4 separate regions of the Mus musculus genome follow, and all the other regions are linked to region 3. Evidence: chromatin contacts called from public Hi-C and HiChIP or PLAC-seq data. All regions are on one chromosome and are shown on one strand. Each heading gives the region's core, a stretch centred on a gene start, on an enhancer-like site or on the middle of the called end of the contact. The rest is flanking DNA. Distances are from core to core; before and after follow the strand shown.

Region 1 (5,386 bases), core at 569-3,068, 190 kb after region 3:
TTATTTTAAAAGAGAGCAGAAGAGGCTGTAAAGGTATTCCGTCTATTTGAAAGGGAGAGGTGGAAAAGTCATCCGAATGGAAGATTTAAAAAGAGAAAAGCACACGCTGTGTTGAGCATTCGAAATCCTCCAAGCTGCCAAGACGCAGGCTCCTTCCTTTGAGAGACAGGCAGGCGTTCGTTCTCTCCCTTGATTTGTCTACCTCGCTATTCCGATTGACCGTGTCCAATCTGCTGTACAGGAAAACCAGAGCTCTCCAGACAGTTCCCTGCCCTGCTGGCTTCAGAGAGATGGCTTTTGTCAGGCTCATTGTTTCCCTCCATGTGACAGTGACTGCATTTCATAAACCAACTCACCTGCTATCGCATACCAGTGACAGAGCTGTCTTTGCGGTGTCTGTGTGCATGCACATACATGCCAGTGAGTCTGTCCTGGGGCTGGGAGACAGCAGCCTGTTTGTTTCTGTGTAGAGATTGCTTCTATGTGTGTCCTCAAGGTGCAGCATCATTCAGGTTGGGGATGCTTTCTGGAGATTGCTACCCCCCCCCACACACACACACATGGCCATGTAAAGAAGGAGTGCCCAGGCAATTCTGCCAAGAATAGAGACACACTATGTGCTAAGAGACCTCTGACTTAACAGAGAGACCACTATGCTGTGGCTCAGAGCACCTTTGCCTTTCTTAGCTGTGAAAAGCAGGAAATAATCACATCACTGTAGGGGCTGCTGTTCTCCTACCTGGAAAAATGATGTGTCTTCTAAACTCAGGGCGTTTCTACCCTGATACTCACTGGACTCCCTTGATTTGAAGAAAAAGATCAGGCATACAAGGGCCTTACCTGAAACCAAATTCAGCCTATGGCGACAGAACTTGAAGGTGCCATGCTCTTCAAAGTCCCCAAGTGAGACTCTGTGTGCCTAGGGTGGAACACCTCTGAGGTCTCACCACAGAGACACTGTGGAATTGACTCCTCCCCCCATTAGGTGCCCTCGAAGCTCTGCTCCACCTCCTTGGCCGGTCATATTGCCCAGCTTTCCATTCCTCTAATGGAAAAAGCCCATGTGCCTAAGTCATTAGATCCACAGCTCCCGCACTGTGTGCTGAGAAACACCTGCAGTCAGCTAGACTAACCAGCCTGAAAGATTCATTTGAGAGGCCAACAGGGAGGGAAGGCTTTATTGTTCAAAGGAATCTTCAGGGCCCCTAAGAAATCAGCAGGGTGGCAAGGAAACTAGCTCTCTTCTCTCTAGGCCCTCCAAGCAGCTAGCTCATTTGCCTGCTTCCACCCTGAGCCGGTCCTCCTCACAGCTTGGAGCTGGGCTGCAGAGATAAACTAATTGAATCAATAACTGGAGCAGGGTTTTCATCTTGTAAGCATGTCACATAATTTCCTTTGCCAAGGCAGCAACACACTTCTCTCTGCCCATCCTCCTCTCTCTTCTTAGTGCTCTTTATGGTCTTACTTCTCAGCTATCTGGTCCTACGGTGGTCATCAAATTGTCCATAAGCCCGGCACATTGCTCTGGCCCTACCATTCTCCTCCACAGGACCCTTCTTGACAATTTATCTCTCTCCCTCTCTTAGCCTTACCCCTTTCCTCCTGTCCTTCCATTTCCAAGACAATATTTCTGGGCCATGGATGGGTGTGAGATATGAAAATTTGAGACACGGGCATGAATAATAAGTTGGGGAAGGCAGACTGAAGCCAGCAGAAACTGAGAAACGCAGCCAAGTCATTGAACGAGGCAGTATCACATTACTGCAATCCCGGAAGCCCCAGACACACTGTTAATTACGAAAAAACCCAGCTCTAAGTAGGAATCCAGTCTTTCAGATTTGGGCTGAGGCCCGAATTCATCTCAGCTTCAAGCAGGCTGAAGCCAGGAGCCACCTGCTCTCCTCATGCTGACCAGCGATGATCAGGCTAGGTGACCTGCTGGCTCATTCCTAGAATTTCCTTGCTAGGTTTCAGGTGGGGGCAGGGAGCAGCTGGATAGGAATTGTTAAAGAGGGTTGGAACTGGGACTTCCACATAGCAGCCAGGTCAGGAGGCAAGAGAGAGGAATCCAGATCCTCTGTTGCCAGAAGGGAACTAAGCCAGGGGCTTAGATTCCAAGGAGTGCAGTCTTGCTCCACATAGTCAACTGGAAGTAGCCTAGGTACCAGATCTCAGCTCAGATATGCCTAATTCCAGGCTGTTTGCAGCTAATCTGAAATGTTCTCTTGACCTTCCTCCACAGGCAAAATGTGGGTCTGTGTTTCTCAGGCTAATTTGGACACTTGTTAGAACTCATTTGAGGATGAGAAGACATAAAGACAGCCTTGAATTTGTGTTTGTTTGGTTGTTTGCTTGTTTGGTTGGTTGATTGGTTGGTTGGTGTATTTGCTGTCCCTTATGCTCATTGTGCCCATCCTTGGACCTGCTACCAAGCTTTGTAAAATATAAACTCACCTACTCTTCTCCTGTTACAAACTAGCCACTGGCTCCCTGTTGACTAAAGAACTCAGGTCAAATTCTTAACCATGGTATTCAAGACCTTTCGTCTTCCATATTGCTCAACCTTCCATCTTCAAGCTTGCCTTTGTAGACCACCACCCAGTGATGCTGAATGCCTTGAGCTTTACACACACATCTTTCTCCCCCACCTACCTTTGCTCAGGATATCTCTCTTTTTTTATACTTTTTATTAGGTATTTTCCTCATTTACATTTCCAATGCTATCCCAAAAGTCCCCCATACCCTCCCCCCCACTCCCCTACCCACCCACTCCCACTTTTTGGCCCTGGCATTCCCCTGTACTGGGGCATATAAAGTTTGCAAGTCCAATGAGCCTCTCTTTCCAGTGATGGCCGACTAGGCCATCTTTTGATACATATGCAGCTAGAGTCAAGAGCTCTGGGGTACTGGTTAGTTCATAATGTTGTTCCACCTATAGGGTTGCAGTTCCCTTTATCTCCTTGGGTACTTTCTCTAGCTCCTCCACTGGGGGCCCTGTGATCCAACCAATAGCTGACTGTGAGCATCCACTTCTGTGTTTGCTAGGCCCTGGCATAGTCTCACAAGAGACAGCTATATCTGGGTCCTTTCAGCAAAATCTTGCTAGTATATGCCATGGTGTCAGCGTTTGGAAGCTGATTATGGGATGGAACTCTTGATATGGCAGGCTCTAGATGGTCCATCCTTTTGACACAGCTCCAAACTTTGTCTCTGTAACTCCTTCCATGGGTGTTTTGTTCCCAATTCTAAGGAGGGGCAAAGTGTCCACACTTTGGTCTTGTTCTTCTTGAGTTTCATGCGTTTAGCAAATTGTATCTTATATCTTGGGTATCCTAAGTTTCTGGGCTAATATCCACTTATCAGTGAGTACATATTGTGCGAGTTCCTTTGTGATTGGGTTACCTCACTCAGGATGATGCCCTCCATGTCCATCCATTTGCCTAGGAATTTCATAAATTCATTCTTTTTAATAGCTGAGTAGTACTCCATTGTGTAAATGTACCACATTTTCTGTATCCATTCCTCTGTTGAGGGGCATCTGGGTTCTTTCCAGCTTCTGGCTATTATAAATAAGGCTGCTATGAACATAGTGGAGCATGTGTCCTTCTTACTGGTTGGAACATCTTCTGGATATATGCCCAGGAGAGGTATTGCAGGATCCTCCGGTAGTACTATATCCAGTTTTCTGAGGAACCGCCAGACTGATTTCCAGAGTGGTTGTACAAGCTTGCAATCCCACCAACAATGGAGAGTGTTCCTCTTTCTCCACATCCTCGCCAGCATCTGCTGTCACCTGAATTTTTGATCTTAGCCATTCTGACTGGAGTGAAGTGGAATCTCAGGGTTGTTTTGATTTGCATTTCTCTGATGATTAAGGATGCTGAACATTTTTTTCAGGTGCTTCTCCACCATTCAGTATTCCTCAGGTGAGAATTCTTTGTTTAGCTCTGAGCCCCATTTTTAATGGGGTTATTTGATTTTCTGGAGTCCACCTTCTTGAGTTCTCAGGATATCTCTTTAGCCAGCACTGTGTTTCCCACCTGCTGTGTCTAGTATAATGAGTTCCAGTTTAACCTCCAGGACTTAGCTTAGGAATCCTCTCTTCTGAAAGGGGCCTCTAGGTTGGAATTCCATTTATGTTCCCATGATGCCTTCTGGCCACCATACACGTTTAACCTGGATGAACTTAATGAGGGTGGAAATCCCATGCCTGAAATGCAGTAGATGATAATTTGTGTTTGTTGGGTGAACCCTACCTGGGAAGGAATTGAGGACCTAGGATTCCAATCTTACCAGTATACAGAGGACCACAGCCGCTGAGTGCAGAATCTAGCAGTCTGAACAGTGCTCCCCTTCTCTGCCTATCCCCATAGCAAGCTCCCCAGCAATGAACCTTCCCCAGCCCGAGATGCTCCAACTGTGAGCTCATGGAATCAGATGCTCCTGAGTCCCCAGGCTCTTCTGGTCTTGGTCAGGCCACAGCAGGCTGCAGACACGCCCCGATGACTCTCACGTTGCCCCTGGAGAACTGAATCCCTCCAGCAAAGCTTAGGTCATTGTCCCTGAAAGAGGGCCATGTCTGAGTCAGGTGGAAACAGGTAAAGCAGGCGTGACTCTTCATTTGCAAAGGCAAATGTGCAGAGAGAAAGCCAATTTAAAAAAGAAAAAGAAAAACAAAACACCAACCCTATTTCAATGTCCATTTTGGTCTCTTGTTTATTTTAGGAGTCAGCCTTTCATGATCCCTCTCCCCTTTCCAGGCAATTGAGCTCTGAGAAAGCATCACAAGTGGTGAAAAGGGCTAGGATCATCTTCAGTCTCCCTGCCATCTGTTCACTATGGCTATCAATGAAAATGGCATCTTCTCCAACATCACTGACCACCCAGGTGGTGGCTGACAAAGCCTTACTTCCATCAGAGGAGATTTCATTCCCATTTGCCATATCTAGCGTTTGGTGGCCACAAGGCCATGCAGGTACAAGGACAAAGAACTCAGTGGACCCACAGAAGCCACAACCACCATGCCTCAGCAGACATTGCCACCTTATAGTGATGAGACATGGGACCACTGTGCTTTTTGATCATCTGAGTTCATATGTGCAGGGTTTGGGGTCACTTCGGTTCTAGCTCCAGCACCCCTAACAATGGGCAGAGGAGCCAAGAGTAGGAAGTCTGTGTCTCAGAAACCTACCAACATTTGTGATTTCACAACATCCCTCTCCAATTTGCTCTCCTCCAGTAGATGACATCCGGTTCTAGCTAATGTGTAATTGGGGTAAAAGGACAGAATGACTTCCTATAACCATCTATAGTCTACCAATCAGTTATCTCAGCCCTGTTCCCATTTCCTAAAAGCTTATCTTTTGAAAATCAAAAGCCTCGGAAG
Region 2 (5,376 bases), core at 1,019-3,518, 210 kb after region 3:
AGACATTGCCCGCCCCCACTCCCCCGTTGGAATAAAAGTTGACAGGTAAGCATCCATGAGTTCCTGCACTTAAATTGGACCACTCAATATGAATTTATCTTCAGCTTATGATAGCTCCAAATGCATCTGAGTGTGCTTTGCTTACATACAGAATATTTATAGAGGCGCTTTGCTGTCATGCCAACTTAGAGGGACTAGGATAAATGCCAGGTTACAAACCTAGTGCCCAGATCTTGTTTCTAAATGGCACCTTCTAAGTCTCCAATAGAAGAAATGAGGGTTCATGGAAAGAAAGATTAATTGTTGGTCTGGCGTCAGAAAATACAGATGAAGGGACCAGAATCTCACCGTGCCAGAAAGTAAGACTGTACCTCTAAGTCCTACAAAACAAGCCAGGGAAATGGCTCAGTTAGTACAGTACTTCCTGTATGTGAATAAGGATCCGAGTTCCATCCTTAGGACACATGTGCAAAATCTGGGCATGATTATTTTTGCTTGTAAACCCAGTCTTGTAAAGGTGGAGCCAGGAGCATTGCTGGAGCTTGCTGGCCCAGGCTAGCCTATTGGGCTAAGGAGCCATGGAGGGTGGCTTCTGAAGACTGATACCCTAGGCTGACCTCTGGCCTCCACACACTCATGGAAACACATACACATGCACCTTCCACACATGTGTACTCCACACACATGGATACACATGGACATATACGCACAATGAAAGGACATCTCAAAGAGATGCAGAAGCCGACAACGATCACCTCATGCTCAAAGTTAGAACAGTTTGAGCCACAAAGAAGAATCAGCATATGGCCTGGTAAAATAAGTGTCTATGCCAACATGAAATATTGAATAGAGCAGGCTCCGGATCCCACTCCAGGCAATATGTGACACCTTATTGTCACGTGTTCCTAAGCCCCTGTGTGGTGACTTTGGCAGTTTAGAAGATGAGGAATGTACCTGTTTTCTGGAACGTACCTCAATTGGAATTCATTTTCCCTACTTTTCCTTGACTCCACACGGGTTTCAGGTTTTGAGGTAGAAGAACACAGAGTAAGAGGAACGAGGTAAGGAAGAAATATTTGCACACGAGGGGAAATCAAATACTCAAAGTGCATCATGTCCCTGATGGAGGTGAGACCAATACTTGTTGAGTATAGGTTGTACAGGGTAACTAACTTCTCCCAGAGAGTATGTGCAAAGGGAGAGGAAAGTGACTGCTTGCTAAAGCAAACAAAACGCTCCCTCAGAGATCACAGCCAACAACAGTCAACAGTCACAATAAGAACAGATCCAGTGGGTTCAATTCAGCCAGACTCTTGCTTGCTCCTCAAACCTATGTGGGGTCATGAGAGAAGGGGGATGAATTCCACTTAAGCTACATTCTACAAGACAGGTGACTACACCTCATCTCATAAACGGTCAAAGTCATCAACCAAGGTGCTTAAGAACATCTGATAGCTGTCACATATTGCCTGGAACGGGGCCCAAAACCAGAATAAAGCGGGGGGGGGGGAGACCAATTACTTAAGAACTAAGGAAATATACATAAATACACTGTAGACTTGTATTCTTTATACTGCGTTAATATTGATGTATGAATTATAGCAAACAGACCATAGTAACATGGGACACTAGATTCAGGGAATGTAGGGGTTTTCTAAATTATACTTACATTTTCCCCCCTTTATAAATCTGCCAGCTTGACACCAAGGAGGCAGGCCTCAGGCACACCTGTGAGGTATTATTGACCTTAAGGTTAACTTCTGGGAATGTATGTGAAGAATGGTCTTGATCTCCTTAATTAAAGTGGAAAGCCCACTCTAATTGTGGGTGGTGCCATTCCCTAGGCAGAGGACCCTGGGCTGGACATCAGTAGAGGAAGAACTGTAAAAACAGTAAGCAAGAACTCGCATGCAATAATTCAGTGGAAGGCTAGAATGTGACTTCTCTCATGCTCCTGCCACTCTGCAATGGTGGACTTTAATTTGGAACTGGGAGCCAACTAAACCTTTAAGTTGCTTTTGTCCAGAGTATTTCATCACAGCAACAGAAAAATCCAAAACTGGTCCAAAATGTAAAGTTTTATTTACTTATTTTTTCCATAATGTAACCACATACGTGTGAATCCTTAGAGAAATGGGTTTGAAGGCAGTCTGGGTGGCTGGTGACTGTCTGCACTCAGGAGCTCTTTGGTGGCAAGGCTTGTGGCTCATGGAACACAATGTTAAACTCTGAACCTCAGCCGAGATAACGCCAAGAGAAGCTCAAAGATTTATGATCTTGTTGTTTAAGGAGTGGAAGAAGAAGGAAGGCTTGGGGAGTCCGTTAATGATTAACCCACGTGTTTGCTTTGTTCCAGTTACAAAGGAGAAAAAGAAAAGCCCGTCATTTACAAAGAATTAAATCAACCACTTATCGGTAAGACTGACTAAAGTATTTTGTTTTTATAAAATATAAATATGATAAGTAAGGAGTCTTTATTTCAATAATAGTTCTTTGTTGACTTTTAAAATCTTTTAGAAGTTTACGGAGACTGTGTAGTCACTCAAGAAACAGATTTTAGTAGCCCCTTTATTTTATGTTCTCTTCTCTGCATAGCTAATATTATAGGCCATTCTTAGTAATGAAAACTTACCCATTTAGTTTATATTTATGACTTGCAATCCCATTGTATTACACTCATTTTTCTTTGCATAAGGCCCATATAGCACCTGTTAAATTATAAATTGTATTTTGATCCTAAGTAAATCTTTCTTGGCTATAAATATTTTATTCTCCTATTAAATGTTAATGTTTTGTTTTATCAGACTACATACAAGTTCTATCTCCCCCAGTGTCTTTGTAGATGTGATAAGTGAACTTTTGCTTTCATTCTCCATTCTTCATGCCTCTCTCTCTTTTCTTTCCAAAGTACTTGGTGGGCATCTTCTCTGGTGGGCATTTAGGGAAACCAACATAAATGACAGCAGATATCAGCAGCAGAATGTGTAAGAGAAGCAGGTGAGAGGGAGGGTAACCCAATGTCACTGTATGAGGATGTGGCTAGAGACTTCGGAGGATGCTCATGAGGAAATACTGAACCTATGGATGCTTTTAAGGTGGAGGTGCCTCTCTGTGCTGCTTTTCCATGCTCAAAACTTGATCATCATTTCCAGAAGACTCCCTGTGTGTCTTGAAATGAATCTGGAAGTTGATACCTTCGATCAGCTTTCAGAGGTGTCAAGTGTAATGGACTCAACCAAACTGCCTTATAATGACCTGACCTCTTTTTTAGCAACACCCTCTACAAATACAAAATGAGGCATTTGTATTAGTAGTACAAATTGGAGTCCTTGAAAGAGCTCTCTCCTGATCAAACCCATTGAGCAGAAGGGATTTGTAGAGGTAACAATAATGATACATTGCTTTCTACAATATTTAGTCAAATATTTGAGTGGAAACCAAGTGTTAAGAAAGTTACTGAGTTCTTCTTTTTTTGTTTTTTGTTTTGTTTTGTTTTCCATTTGGTCCTTGGGAATTTGACTAGAGGGGGTCTGGTTCTGTTTGTTTTTGTTTTTGTTTTTTTTTTTCGTCAACTCAAAGTTATAAATAGTTAACAAACCATAATCTGAGAGTGATTAAGCTGATCTCCATGGCTGTCTTGAAAAAAGAATGTCCCCTTTGTAATCTACAAGGGGTCAAAGTAGAATCCTGTCAGAGGTCTTAGCGTCATGCTTTTGCTCCAAAATGTGCTGAATGCCAGGAAGTTGTGTCATGTTACTGTGTGAGACAGTGTCTATTTCAATACACAGAACTACAGTATATAGAATAAGCAAGATCCACCAGCAAATTTCAACAGTGACATTGGACTCTGAGCATTCATTATTTCAGCTCAGTCTACCAGCACTTAGCAGAGTGCTTTTTAAGATTTCTGTTAAGTATGAATGTTATTTAAAATCTGATTTTACGCAGGTGGCACTGTAGCTCTATCAGCATTAGTGGGAGAAAAAGTTATTTACACACAGACTCAACATGCTCACTGCTCTTTATACTGTACTTAAGTTACACCCCAAAATAGAGTTTATTAATGCTGAGTGTTCATAAAAACGCTAATGAGACCATCAGGATGACATCTAAATTCTCCTACATGAAAAGTAACAATGTCTGGAAGGGAAGGGAGGGAAGGTTGCAGGGTGCTTAGCATATGACCTGGCTTCAGTGTGCTGTAGATGAGTCCAGGTATGGCTGTGGTGTTTTCACAGCTGTTTCATTAAACATGGAAAGTCCTGATGGTGGGTCTTAGACCTAAATGGCTTCCCTGCCAGAAGAGAATGCTCTATTCCAGTCTAAATCAAGGAGCTGGCGCTGCCCTTGTTACACCAACTATTCCAGGCATCTGGGATTCACAGAGAGTGCTCCCTCACACACAGGGCTGGGTCTCATTCATCTCCCCCAACACTATCTGCACTTTGGCGGTGGGCCATAGACTGAGGCAGAAATCCCACCTAGTAAAAGGCTATCCAAAAGCAGCTGCTGAGAAGCTGCCTAAGACCCCTCTGCTGCCTGCCTTCTGGAACTTTCTGCCCCTCCCTTGCTTTTCTTCTTTACTTTCTTGGGAATAGCCATTATTAACTCTTAAAGTCCTCATAAGGTCCAGCCAGGAAATAGCTCTTGTACCAGGATAGCTTAGACAATGTGTGTTCCCATCACACCTATGGCAGGACCACCCTCCAGTGGGTGAGCACTCTGTGAATCCCCTTGATGGTGTCATGATCATGGCTTGAGCCTTTGCCCATGAAGATAGAGTGAAGTAATATGGTGATAAGGAAGAGTGATGGATTGGTGTTGGGAGGAGAGTAGCTTGCAAGATGGATACTGCCTATTCTGAAATCCTCCGGAGAGATTTCAGCATATGGGAGAAAGTCACAATGTTGTCACTGTCAGATGAGAATTTTAATAACTGTGTATAGGCTTAGATTTTTCAAAATCTACTTTAATAAGGGTTCTTAAATGCTTTAACTTCTCTTCTAGCCTATCACCCACCAGAGGTAGTGGGAAGGAAAGGTTAATATGGCAAAAGAGAATGTGAACCTGCTTAGAAATAGTTCTTTGGGGCAAATCTAATCTTTGCTGTTGGGATATCAGTAGGCAGCTCAATCCACTTGCAAACACCACTCAACATCACCATCATCAATGGCAGTTCGATTCAGAAGAAACCTGAGTCCACACAGAATCAACAAGAAGCCTCTAGAGTATCACGAGAAGTCCTTTGGCGCATTTCTGTCTATGAAGTCACGAGAAATGGTAATCAGCAAAGAAGGCAAGGCGAACCAATGCCATAGTGCCGTCCACTGTCTGTTCGGTTACGCTCATACCCTTTCCAAACATCACTTGTCCTTT
Region 3 (5,669 bases), core at 2,460-4,959:
CAGTGCATGCTCTTAACCGCAGAGCCATCTCTCTAGCTCCTAATGATGGATTCCCTTGGAGAAGCAGATGTCAAGATGGAACTCTGTGTGTGCTAGAAAGACTGGAGGAAACGGTGCAGGAGAAAATGCTCTGATGTAGCTGTGACGCGGTAAAAGGTGAGGAGGAGGCAGTGTTGGAAGGCAGCTCTCAGTCTGCACAGCGGCACTAAGTCTCAGCCCGGCTGTCAGGAAGCCTCCGAGCAGTTGCCATCACAGGATCCCCACACGGAGCAGGAGTAGCCCGGCTTCCACATCCCTACCTGTTCAGTTGCTCACTGGGATCCCACCAGGGGAAAGATGACTCTGAATGAAAACCCCAGTGGGTCAAAGGTGTGGCAGGTGTTGACTACCCACCAGCCCTACTTCTTGTATTGGATTCCAGCATTTCCCAGTGATTCACATGAAGTGGGAATTTCTGGTTTCATGGGAGACCCAGTTGTGTCATGGGGTGTTTCTCTGGAGACAGACAGGTGTTTTTCAAGAAGCTGACTGGTGAAGCGAATGCTTGAGAGGGTACCCGATTTTGGAAGGAGTAGAGATATAACCCAACAGACAGTGGCTGATGCTCTGACATTGCTGGTCTTTGTTGGGCTTCACCTTTCTGCTCTGTACTGACAATGCTGTGGCATTGGTTCACCTCACTTTCTTCACTGATCTTTGTTTGTTGTGACTTCGCAGAGAAAGATGTACCAAAGGTGGTGGTCTGGTTGCTTCTAGCTGCGTCCATGGACTTGGGCCCATTGGCAGAGTCTTGCCGTTTCTTCTGGACTGAGCAGCCATTGTTGGTTTCTGAGTGGTGATTGCCATGTGGACTGGACTGCAGCTGCTCGCTGCTGGTTCAAGTTGGTCTTTTGCTAGTGGACTGGACAACTGACAATTGCTGTGCTTTATAAAAAGAAAAAGAAAAGAAGGATATGTTTGGTTGGGGGCGCAATGTGGTGTAGGGGAAGGGGGTGCCTCTGCAGACCCGTGCTGAGGCATTCCTACCCCCTGAGGGACCAGCCACAGGACAATATAGAATAGAACTTATTCAGGGAGAGGAGTTGAGAGAAAGGCAGAGACAGACAGAGAGACAGACAGACACAGAGACAGAACCACATGGAGAGAGGGGGAAGGGAATGGAGAGAGAAGGTGAGAAACAAGAGCAAGAGCCAGCACAAGAGAGCGAGGAGGGGACAAGCAGTCCCTTTTATGAGTCAGGCACATCTGGCTGTTGCCAGGTAACTGTGGGGCGGAGCCTAGATGAAATGCCAACAACAATGAAGATAGAAATGGCTCCAAAGAATTATTTCTAAACAGGTCCACAATCCCTGTTTCCAATTCACCTCTCTCTTCCACTACCTCTGGTGGGTGGTGGGTTTAAAAGGGAGATTAAAGAATTTGAGAACCCTTACTAAAGTAGGTTTTGAAAAACATAAGCCTACATGCACATTCTTTCTAATAGGGTTCACCTAATTATCTGATCACTTATTCAAAAATGTATCAAAGGGCTGGACATAGGCCATTCAGTAAAGTGGCTGCTGTGTAGGGGTGAGACCCTGCATTCAGACCTCCAGCAATCATGTAAAAGCGGGCATTGGCTACAGTGCATTTGTAACCCCAGAACCAGGGGGAAGCAAAGGTGGGCGGATCCCTCTGGCTCCTGGGCCAGCAAGCCTAGATGGATGGAGGATATCCAGTTTCAGTGAGAAACCCTGACTCAAAAAACAAGGTGGGGAGCGACCACGGAAGAAACCCAGCATCCAGCTCTGGCTTCCATATGCACACACATGTGAACACGTACATACACCACATAAATAAGCAAATAAACGCTATGCCAGAAAACTCATAAAATCATAAATGAGCATGTCGACTTTTACTGAGGAGCTGGGGGCAGAAGGACAAGAGATGAATTAGATCATGATTTTCAACCTGTGGGTCGAGACTCCTTTGGCAAACTTCCGTCTTCAAAAAATATTCGATTCACACAGAAGCGAAATTAAAGTTATAATGTATCCATGAAAATAATTTTACGGTTGGGGGTTTACCATAACCTGAGGTACTGTATTAAAGGGTGTCAGCAGTTGAGAACTGGCTTAGATGAAGAGGCAATTAATTGGCTCACAGGACAGCTCAGAATCTGAGTCTCTTGAGCATACTGGACCCCCAATTCTCTTGCATAAAATGTCACCAACACTATCTTCCCACTTAGAATTGCCAAAGCAAAGCCAGAATCTGGAGAGTCCGGTCCCCAACTCGGCTACTTGCCAACCAGGTTAGTCTGGTAAATGTCATCTCTATAAGTAAAAAGCCATTACCACCCAAACATCGGGTCTTAGTTCACAGTGTTTCCCTACAGGGTTTGTTGTGCTTCTCAATAGTAAGGGATCAGCATGAGGAGCTAAGGAAAAAAAAAAATCAAATGTTGACTACAGAATTCATTGAAGGCTGAGGCTGTAGCTCATTGACACAACGCCAACCCAGCATACGCAAAGCCATGGGTTCCGTGCCCAGGTCCCTCCACAAGAGGGACTACGTTGAGTATCATTATTAGTAGATATCACATGTAACTAACTCCCAAATCCCCACTACAACAGTCCGCAGGTGGGGCTCCTCTCAGCCAGCTGTGTCACAGCACCAAGGTCTCGGGTGATTCATGGTTTTATTGGTGTTCATGGTCCTCCTAGGAGACTACCCATCTTCCTGGCTGCCAGCCCCCCCTCACTGAAGAAGGTGGTTTTATTTCACATTGTGCCTGCAGAGATGTCACCGGCCATGCCTAATTGAGTCCCACGTGCCCTTTATATTTAAGTTCCATCATTAGTTCACAGACAATAAAAGAGAAGAAAGCGCTGTAATAAGACCGAGGTAGAGGTGGTAGTTTTGACAGTTGGATGGAGAAGTCACCTCAGTATAACCAGAGTCAGTGGGTATCCATACAACCCGAGATTCTGTCATTCTAACAAATGGCCCGGGCATTGCTAGGGTGCCCTTGCCTGGACTAACAAAGCTGTAAAATACTTGATTTGTTTTTTGTGAGGCCGCTATGTAATAGTAAACCTTTTTCTCAGAAAGACTATTCATTTCACACATAACAATCAGGACGGTACGAGCTCTGGGTCCCTCGCCTACCTGAACACACTGTAAGTTTTCCTGTCAGTGCGAACCCTCCAAGATGATCTTGCTGAAGACATTTTACACGGCCATTAAACCCGACATGTGGGGTAGAAACAAAACTCAAAATCCTGAGGAAGAAATGACAATGACAGTAGCTGTGGACAAGTTTGCGCACGCAGGCATTGACAAGTGAGCCGCGCGCGTGCCTTAGGGTCACATGCATGCCGGGAGGGTAGATGGGGGCGAGGGGTGGGGGTGTGGTGGACAAAAACTGTAAAATGCTCAAGATTAGAGGGTGGATTCCAATTTTAGATCAGGCATGTGAAGAGGTAATTTAGAGGTAATTTAGCATTTTCGAATCAATGCTAAATGCAAAGTCATTCCGTCTTTCTGATTCCTGGGCTTCCTCCTTTCCTGCTTCGTTCTCAACTTGAAGTATCAGGGACCGATTGTACCGCTGGAAGGTGGGGAACTGGCTTTGGGTTTTAGGCAGTGAATTACGTGCCCCACCCTGCTCTCTCCAGATTCCTGCCTGAGTCATCCCTACAGCTCTCACCTCCCAGCTCCTTGGAGGTTCTCTGCCCTGAGGATGCCAGTCACTTTCCAGTCAGGCCACTTAATCAGCTTTCTCAGAAGCCCCAGTGTTATAATTCTTCCTGGATTCTTCCCTGGCATGGCAGTGTCTTCCTTGCAAAGTGGGTGTCCTGCTGGGATGCTTGTTGCTTTAGTAATGTGCTAAGCCTGGCACATGGTGGTCGTCTGGAGAATGTCTACAGAGTGCTCTGCAGTGATAAGCCACCCCTGGAATCCTCCAGTGAGAGAGGATGTCTGGTTTTGAGGAGACAGAATTGCACCATTGCATCACACAGCTGGGGGAAGGGAAGGTGGCCGAGCAGTTCCCACTAGTTATACCAGGAGGTTTTCTCACCGTGGGCCACATGATCACCATTTGACCTGGAACACGGTGTCATTGGAAAGAGGAGACAGGATAAATAAACATACAAAGAATTTAAACCACAGTTCCCAAAATATTTTCTGGGCAGAAACATTTCATTTTCCAGGGTTCCCTCCCTCCTCCCAATTGTTTTATTGTACTAAAACAGAGAGATAACATTTATTATTGAAACCATTTTTAAATAAACGGTTCAGTGATGCTAAAAATATTCATAATGTTGTGTAACCACGGTGGCTACCCACCTTCATAAGGTTTCTCATCTGATAAAACTGATGTTCAAACGCCACTAATAATAACCCCCTGGTTTCCTCTTCCATCCCTGGTGAACATCTTTACACTGTCTGTGTAATTGTCTTCCCCAATAGAAAAAAAAGGTTTTAATTTGGAGATCTGTACCACTGAACATTTATTAGAAGTTGGGAGATTGACATGAAATAATTGTTCCTACTTAATCTGGTGCAGTGTGACATTTTAGCATTTTTGGCATGCATTGAATAAACACTGATCTAATCAAGGTAATTAATACCTCCCTGTCCTTATCATTTATTTATCTTTGGAAACCTGGAGCTCCTCCTTCTAGGGATTTTAGTATGCACCCCCTCCATGACTCTGCCTGTCCTGTTAGACAAGCACACACCTGCTTTTATCTCAATGGTTCTCAGCCTTCCTAATGCTATGACCCTTAAATACACTTCTTCATATTATCGTGATCCCCAACCATAAAATCATTTTTGTTGCTGTATCATAACTGTAATTTTGCTACTGTTATGAGTCCTAATGCAAATGTTTTTGAAGATAGAGGTTTGCCACAGGGGTCTCGACCCACAGGTTGAGAACTACTCTTTTATCTCTTCCTGAGCTCTGTCGTAAAACTTGGACAGAAAGCATTCAAACAATTCTGGGGTCAGATGCCTTATAGAGTCTCTTTGCTGTATAAACTTGGGTCATCATCATCACTGTGAATCTTAATGAGGCTAACATTTATAGCTAGCGATCCCCTATCTGGCTACAGCTGTTTCCCTAGAATATTTTAAGAAATATGCTGTTCTGTTTCAGTGTGTTCCACGACGTCTACACATGTACTAGATGGCTATGACTCCTCCCACATTGCATATGGGTGTCACACTTTTTGACATTTGTCCCACTTGGGAATTGTTTCGTGGTGACTTTAGCTTGCTAGTGGATGACTATGAAACAGTTTCTTCCAGCTTACCAAGTAGAGCAGGTTGGTTTGTGTTTTGTGTCCCTGTTGAATGATTCTTGTGGAGATGAATAATGGGAAAATATAGCAAGATGAGAGCAAGTCAACTGGACAAAGAAAGGGATTAGATGTGACGAAGCATTTGCAATTCTGCACATACGGGTTATAGGGTTCAATGAGGTTGAAGAATTGATGTAGGTTGGTTTGAAACTTTAAGACATTGTTGGATTGTTGGACTACTACATTAGAGATTCAGAGGAAGAAGAGAAACCCAATAAAAAGCTTTGTTAGAAAATACAGAGTAGCCTGGCAGTTGTGGCTGTTCCTTTACAAACCTGTCTATCCCCCCACCCCCACCCCAAGAGAAAAGAAAAAAAA
Region 4 (5,392 bases), core at 1,531-4,030, 240 kb after region 3:
ATGAAGCTCTTCCTTGTTCAGTCACCTCCTGTGTTGGAGGGACAATGTCACCAGTAGAGTTCTTTCCATGCACAAAGGCTAGGGCATCTGTGCACTTTGCTAGTGGGAAGAGCTGACACGTCTTCATTGTGTGGTGTCCTCCCGAAACGTGGTCACACAGCACGATCCCCCAAGAATGGAAGGAGAGTGACTGAGATGGCCATTTATCTTCAGTGTCCATATCCAATCTGATTAAAGCTTCTAACACTTTATATCAGCCCCAGTCCATGTTGGAGCGAATCATAGGGACTGACACCAGGGCATAGGAAGTCTTGAGACTGCGTGGGCCTATCTGGGTGGCAATTTGAAGTCACTTTATGGTTAGGAAGCACTGTGTATAGAGAATCTTCTCTAGCTATGTGCAGCCTTTCTGGCCATGTTTAAATGAGAGGTGGAGTTGGGTTAGGGTGAACACATGCTGAGCACATTCTGTGGGAGAAACTGCACACTCTCTACACACAGCAGAACAAATGGAACAAGGCCCATGTGTCAACAGTGAAGACTATACTCTGCTACACCATAGGCAAGCCAGCAGTTGGCCTCTTCCCATGGGCTTGTAGACAGAATCTGGAAACGGGGAATTATATATTTTGCAGGCAGGAATTATTAAAATTAATTCCCCAAATTAATTCCTGTCTTTTAATCTTATAATGTTTTAACAATTGCTGACTTGATGGATATATATATATATATATATATATATATATATACATACATAGGTATGTATATCTGTGTGTATGTGTGTATATAATACAATCTTTAAAGGACTTCTATACAGTTTTGAGCATATGCCCATGACTATTCCTAGGAGTTAGAGATTCTTTAAATCACTGGATATCTACTAATGACCTACTTTTTATATTAGGCTGTGTGCAAGATGCTAAAAGCCCAGCAATAGGGTTTTTTCCCCTCTTGGGTTCTGAGGATTGCATCTGTGTGAATTCAATGAGCAGGTGTGCAGTGTGACCTCAGTGAGCAGGTGTGCAGTGTGACAACCAAAGGCTGTTCCCGGCTTTGACTGTCTTTGTTAAGACCTGTTCTCGTAGATCTGGGTTCTCGCCGCAGCCTGTGCTCTCTGTTCAGTAACAGAGCCATGAACTCAGTTCAGTGTGCACGAGTCATGAGTTATATGTCCTGTTGACTAATTTTTCCAGAAAAGCACCTACCTTCTTACTCAACGTGATGCTCAAGAGAAGTTGACAGAAGAAGCAAATAACTTGGAATATGAAGTGTTCTGAGCCTAAGTCCTGTGGTAGTCCTGTGCCCTGTTCATACCTCATTTCGTGATGGTAGCACAGTGTGCCTTGCATTACATTAAAACTTGGCCCACGTTTTCATCTCTTCAAGAGACTACATTCCCGAGAGTGCACAAGTTATGTCTCATGAGTTCTTGCTTAGAATTTCTATCACATCTTTTAGCAAAGAACCATATATAGTAGATATTCAGGGAGGAATTTTTTTTTAAATTATTATTAGGGGGATGGAGAGATGACTTCATAGTTAAGAGTGTTTATTGCGTTTGGAAAAGACCCAGGTTTAGTTCCCAGCATGCACCCCAACACTGTCTTCTGAGCACCATGCTCTTGATGTGCAGAGTACACACATGCACACACATGTGCACATAGCACAGAATAAATAAACATCCAAAAATTATTGCTGAGTATGATGTGTGTAGGTGCATGTGCCAGGCTGTGTGTGTAAAGGTCAGAGATAACTTCGTGGAGTCAGTTTCCCCTTCGGGTGGGTTCTGAGCATTGGGTTCAGGGCATGCAGATGCCCTTACATGCTGTATCATCTTGCCAGCCCAGAATAGTTAGTTAGTTAGGTTTTGTTCTTGTTTTTGTTTTTCGAGACAGGATTTCTCTGTGTAGCCCTGGCTGTCCTGGAACTCACTCTGTAGACCAGGCTGGCCTCAGACTCAGACATCCATCTGCTTGTGGCTCTGCCTCCCAAGTGCTGGGATTAAAGGACTGTGCTACCACCGCCCAGGCGGAATGTTTCGTTTTTAAGAAGGCCATAGCACACTATGGAGTAAGCAAGTTTCTCTCTAGCTTTTCACTGGGCACCCATTGTAATTCCCTGCCTGCCCCTGCTCAGTGGAACGTTGCCACCTTGAGTTGAATAAGCTGAGGTTAATAATTGTCCATGCTTCAAGGTGGGCAAACACGGTGGGGCTCCATGCATTCTTTCTTGGATTAATTACTCTCCAGTACTTGTACGTTTCAGTCTTGCAAGTGGCCTCTGCTACTTATTGCTACTTAGTTTTTTGGTTTGGTTTGGTTTGGTTTGGTTTTAAGCTGAGCAGTTGTGTGGAACCAATCCCCTCTTACCAGAAGAATTCTCTTTTCAGGTAGTAATCATCTAGAATTTTCCTCTGAGCAGCAAATTACAAGAATTCTAGGGTGATGTTGCTTCTCTGAGTAGAACTTTTTCATACTTTCTGAGAGAAGTCTGGAAACACAGACCGAAGCTAGATGACAGTCCTCAGTCTGCATCTAGTCGCCAAATGGACTTAGCTGCTGGGAAGTCCTGACTGCTTCCGAAGCGTGGAATTAACCAACTGGTAGGCAGCTCTCTGCTAGTGCCCCAAGGCATGCTATGGGAATTGTTGATTTGATTAGCTATAATTCGTTCTTTCACGGTTGAGAGATTAGCGGCAGACAGTCCTTGCTATCCTCTGTGCAGGCAACAACTACTACATTTCTGATCATAGACACCTTCAGGCGCTGTGTAGAAATCGGTGAGCATTTGCTTCTAGTGGCTGTAGACAGATCCCAAGCAATGTTTCATGTTAAGCGTGTGCTCGTGCTCTTCCTATGCAACTCTGTAAGATTCCCTACTTCAACGAGCTTATGCCCTGCGCGCTGGGTGACTTTTTCTGTGTGCTTTCCCAGAAGGCGGACTTTTGTCACAGTGGCTGGGTGACAAGGGAAACCTCCACATTAAAGGCTGTTTTCACAAAGAGATCTTTCCCTTTTGTTTATGTTTTATTTCTTTACAGTGTGTTTGGGTAGTGAATGCACATGTGTGCACGTATGTGTGCACGTACTTCGCTCTGTGAGCCTGCACACAGAGGCCAGAGTCCGAGGTCTACCTTAACCACTTCTCCACCTCAGTTTTTGAAGACAGGCTCTCTCACTGAACCCGGGGCTCATCATTTCTGCTAGGCTGGCTATCCAGCCTCCACATCCCACATACACACCATTCTACCTGTCTTCCCCAAGCAATGGTGTCACAGGCTTGTGCCACAGTGTCCAGTGGATCCTGGGATGCTGAGATCCCAAGCCAGGTTTTCATTCTTGGTCAGCAAACCTTACCAGTGATTCACCTCCTTAGTCCAGCAGCCTTCTCTTTCCCCTCAGGTATTGTTCTTTGGCAGGTTATTGTTTCTGTCACTGGCAAATGACTCCTTGACTTCCAGCAGTTTGGCTTTGAGCCATTTCATACCCGTTTGCCTAAGTGGTTTTGTTTTCGAGACAGGGATTGTGTAGCCCTGACTGTCCTGAAACAAGCTGTGTAGACCAGGCTGGCCTCATACTCACAGAGGTTCACCTACCTCTGCCTCCTGAGTGCTTGGATTAAAGGCATGTGCCACCATTGCCCGGCTGTTTTAAAACATGTTTAATACTCTCAAACCAAGATAGGGTGTCACTGTATGCTCCTGAATTGTGGGAAACCCATCAGGATGGCCTCTACCTTTGGGTGTTCCACGTAGGCAGTCAGGATTAATGGGAATAAAATACACTGCATGAATACGAGAATTGTTGATATCAGTAGACATGACAGTAAGTAACAGAAACTTGAAGAAAGTGAAGACGAGCCTAGAATTTTAGAACCAGTCATCATTTAAAATAGTTCATAACTAAAATGTATAGATCAAAGCAAAAGTAAGCTTTTGTGGCCCAGTGCCCACTATCAGGAGGGCAGGATCTTCTATGGCAGTTCAGGTCAGGTAGAGACTTTTCTAGCACTTTATGGGAGAACCTAGCCTGTGATAAAGGTTGCTGCGATTGATTAGTAATGTCTGCAGGGCATGCAGAGATGGAAGTTCTGACTCTGACACCTGTGCTAGCTATTTGAGAAATTGGCGTTAAAGCCTAAAATCGACCATCTAAGGTGCTAAAAGGCTGGCACTCAGTAACCAGTCTCTACATTAACTTAGGAGTTCAATACTTCCTTTATTTAGGGGATGGGGTCTGTTTTCTGTCTAGCCTAGAGTTCTGTAGTTGAGTGTTAGCAGAAAATGTAATTTCTGACTTCCAACTGGAATGTCAAGATGTTTTGCTTCTGCTCAGTGAGTGACTAGAATGATCTATGAACACTAACCTTTCGGAGCCCTGCTGGAGTAAATAACACTTATTACTAACTTACTACCTGTCTCTTAAGGTAGTCCTTCTCTTTATATATCTTAACTTTATTTTTCCAGTCTTTAAATCTTTAAGCAGCGTGTGTTCATCCCTCGCCTTGTTGGCTTTCTGCATCCAAAACTGGAGGGGGAGGGAACAGATATGGGAAATGTGTCAGAATCCTGTGGAGGGTTAATCTCACTGTGGAAATGAAATCTTATGAATTTGAACTAGATAAACAAATGCTGTGATTTTTCTAATACATACTGGTAATAAGATAGATCATCTTTTATGTAAAGATATTCAGCAGGGCAAAGGGCACATCTATAAGAGTTGATAGAAGAACAGGGCAGCTATGTGCCGATGTGTCACACTTACTTGGTATTACGGCTCGGGTAAAGAATGTCCCCGTGTATTTGAATGCTTTGTCCTCGGTCATTTCTGTGGGTGTAGCATTTAGGCGAAGTGAGATATCTCACCGAAGGAAATGTGTCACTGGCGGCTGGGCCTTGAGATTTATAGACCCATTCTATATTTCCTGTGCCCTGTGCCCTTTCTGCTTCCTGCCCCCTCTCTGCTCCTGACTGCCCATGAATATAACCAATTACCACTCGCTCCTGTTGCCACAGTTACCTGCTGCCGGACCCTGCCCACTGTGATGGACCGTATTGCAAACATGAGCCCAAGTAAGCCTGTCTTTCCAAGTATCTGCTCACACTGACAGGGAAAGCATCAACTCGCTTGACAGCCTTCATTCACAGTCAATTCCCTCCCTCCCTCCCTCCTTTCTTTCTTGCCTCTCTTTCTTTTGTGTATGTTTAGGGGGGATGTGCAAACACGCACCTGTGTATGCAGAAGCCAAAGGTCAACCTCATGAGTATTCCCTCTGAAAATCATACACCTTATGTTGTTTAAGACAAGATCTCTCACTGGGACCCGAGCCTTGCCAATTGGTCCAGGCTGGCTGGCCATAAGCCCCATGCATCTCCCTGTCACCATCGCCCCAG

The links. A called contact is a pair of places that touch in the nucleus more often than the background predicts. HiChIP or PLAC-seq counts read pairs in DNA pulled down with a chosen protein or histone mark.
Region 1: a Hi-C map of the N1E-115 cell line shows a contact between it and region 3, with 2.3 times the contacts expected there. The contact joins two enhancer-like sites. A contact is called at or near these places in 9 of 484 Hi-C or Micro-C datasets (MC3T3-E1-derived osteoblasts, the N1E-115 cell line, cerebellum and 4 more).
Region 2: a FOXA1 HiChIP or PLAC-seq map of pancreatic cancer cells shows a contact between it and region 3. The contact joins two enhancer-like sites. A contact is called at or near these places in 11 of 484 Hi-C or Micro-C datasets (B cells, the NIH/3T3 cell line, bone marrow-derived macrophages and 5 more) and 3 of 115 datasets of contacts at active chromatin or transcription factors (craniofacial prominence, embryonic hindbrain and pancreatic cancer cells).
Region 4: a Hi-C map of the N1E-115 cell line shows a contact between it and region 3, with 2.9 times the contacts expected there. The contact joins two enhancer-like sites. A contact is called at or near these places in 2 of 15 datasets of contacts at CTCF or cohesin (large pre-B cells and stem cell-derived epiblast-like cells), 42 of 484 Hi-C or Micro-C datasets (the 3T3-L1 cell line, 3T3-L1-derived adipocytes, B cells and 32 more), 15 of 115 datasets of contacts at active chromatin or transcription factors (bone marrow-derived macrophages, cardiomyocytes, craniofacial prominence and 9 more) and 1 of 9 other capture datasets (embryonic stem cells).

Annotation. Positions count from the first base shown.
Region 1 is chr8:36,050,778-36,056,163 of GRCm38.p6, forward strand. No RefSeq gene overlaps it. Among named protein-coding and RNA genes, the nearest start is that of Gm39163, 13 kb to the right of the region's middle. Within about 2 kb of position 1,819, at least 34 of the 459 cell types and tissues checked have an H3K27ac peak or open chromatin away from gene starts, as enhancers often do. A contact at or near this core is called in the N1E-115 cell line, where this site is marked.
Region 2 is chr8:36,071,188-36,076,563 of GRCm38.p6, forward strand. Gm39163 (a long non-coding RNA gene) reads left to right here. Exons shown (of 3, transcript XR_870358.2): 2 at 1-45; 3 at 2,357-2,420. Among named protein-coding and RNA genes, the nearest start is that of Gm39163, 7.5 kb to the left of the region's middle. Within about 2 kb of position 2,269, at least 22 of the 459 cell types and tissues checked have an H3K27ac peak or open chromatin away from gene starts, as enhancers often do. A contact at or near this core is called in pancreatic cancer cells, where this site is marked.
Region 3 is chr8:35,862,217-35,867,885 of GRCm38.p6, forward strand. It overlaps 5430403N17Rik (RIKEN cDNA 5430403N17 gene), which reads right to left. Exons shown (of 3, transcript NR_046181.1): 3 at 1,869-4,089. Among named protein-coding and RNA genes, the nearest start is that of 5430403N17Rik, 18 kb to the right of the region's middle. Within about 2 kb of position 3,710, at least 62 of the 459 cell types and tissues checked have an H3K27ac peak or open chromatin away from gene starts, as enhancers often do. A contact at or near this core is called in the N1E-115 cell line and pancreatic cancer cells, where this site is marked.
Region 4 is chr8:36,107,976-36,113,367 of GRCm38.p6, forward strand. The region is part of intron 3 of Prag1 (PEAK1 related kinase activating pseudokinase 1); the gene reads left to right. Among named protein-coding and RNA genes, the nearest start is that of Prag1, 16 kb to the left of the region's middle. Within about 2 kb of position 2,781, at least 6 of the 459 cell types and tissues checked have an H3K27ac peak or open chromatin away from gene starts, as enhancers often do. A contact at or near this core is called in the N1E-115 cell line, where this site is marked.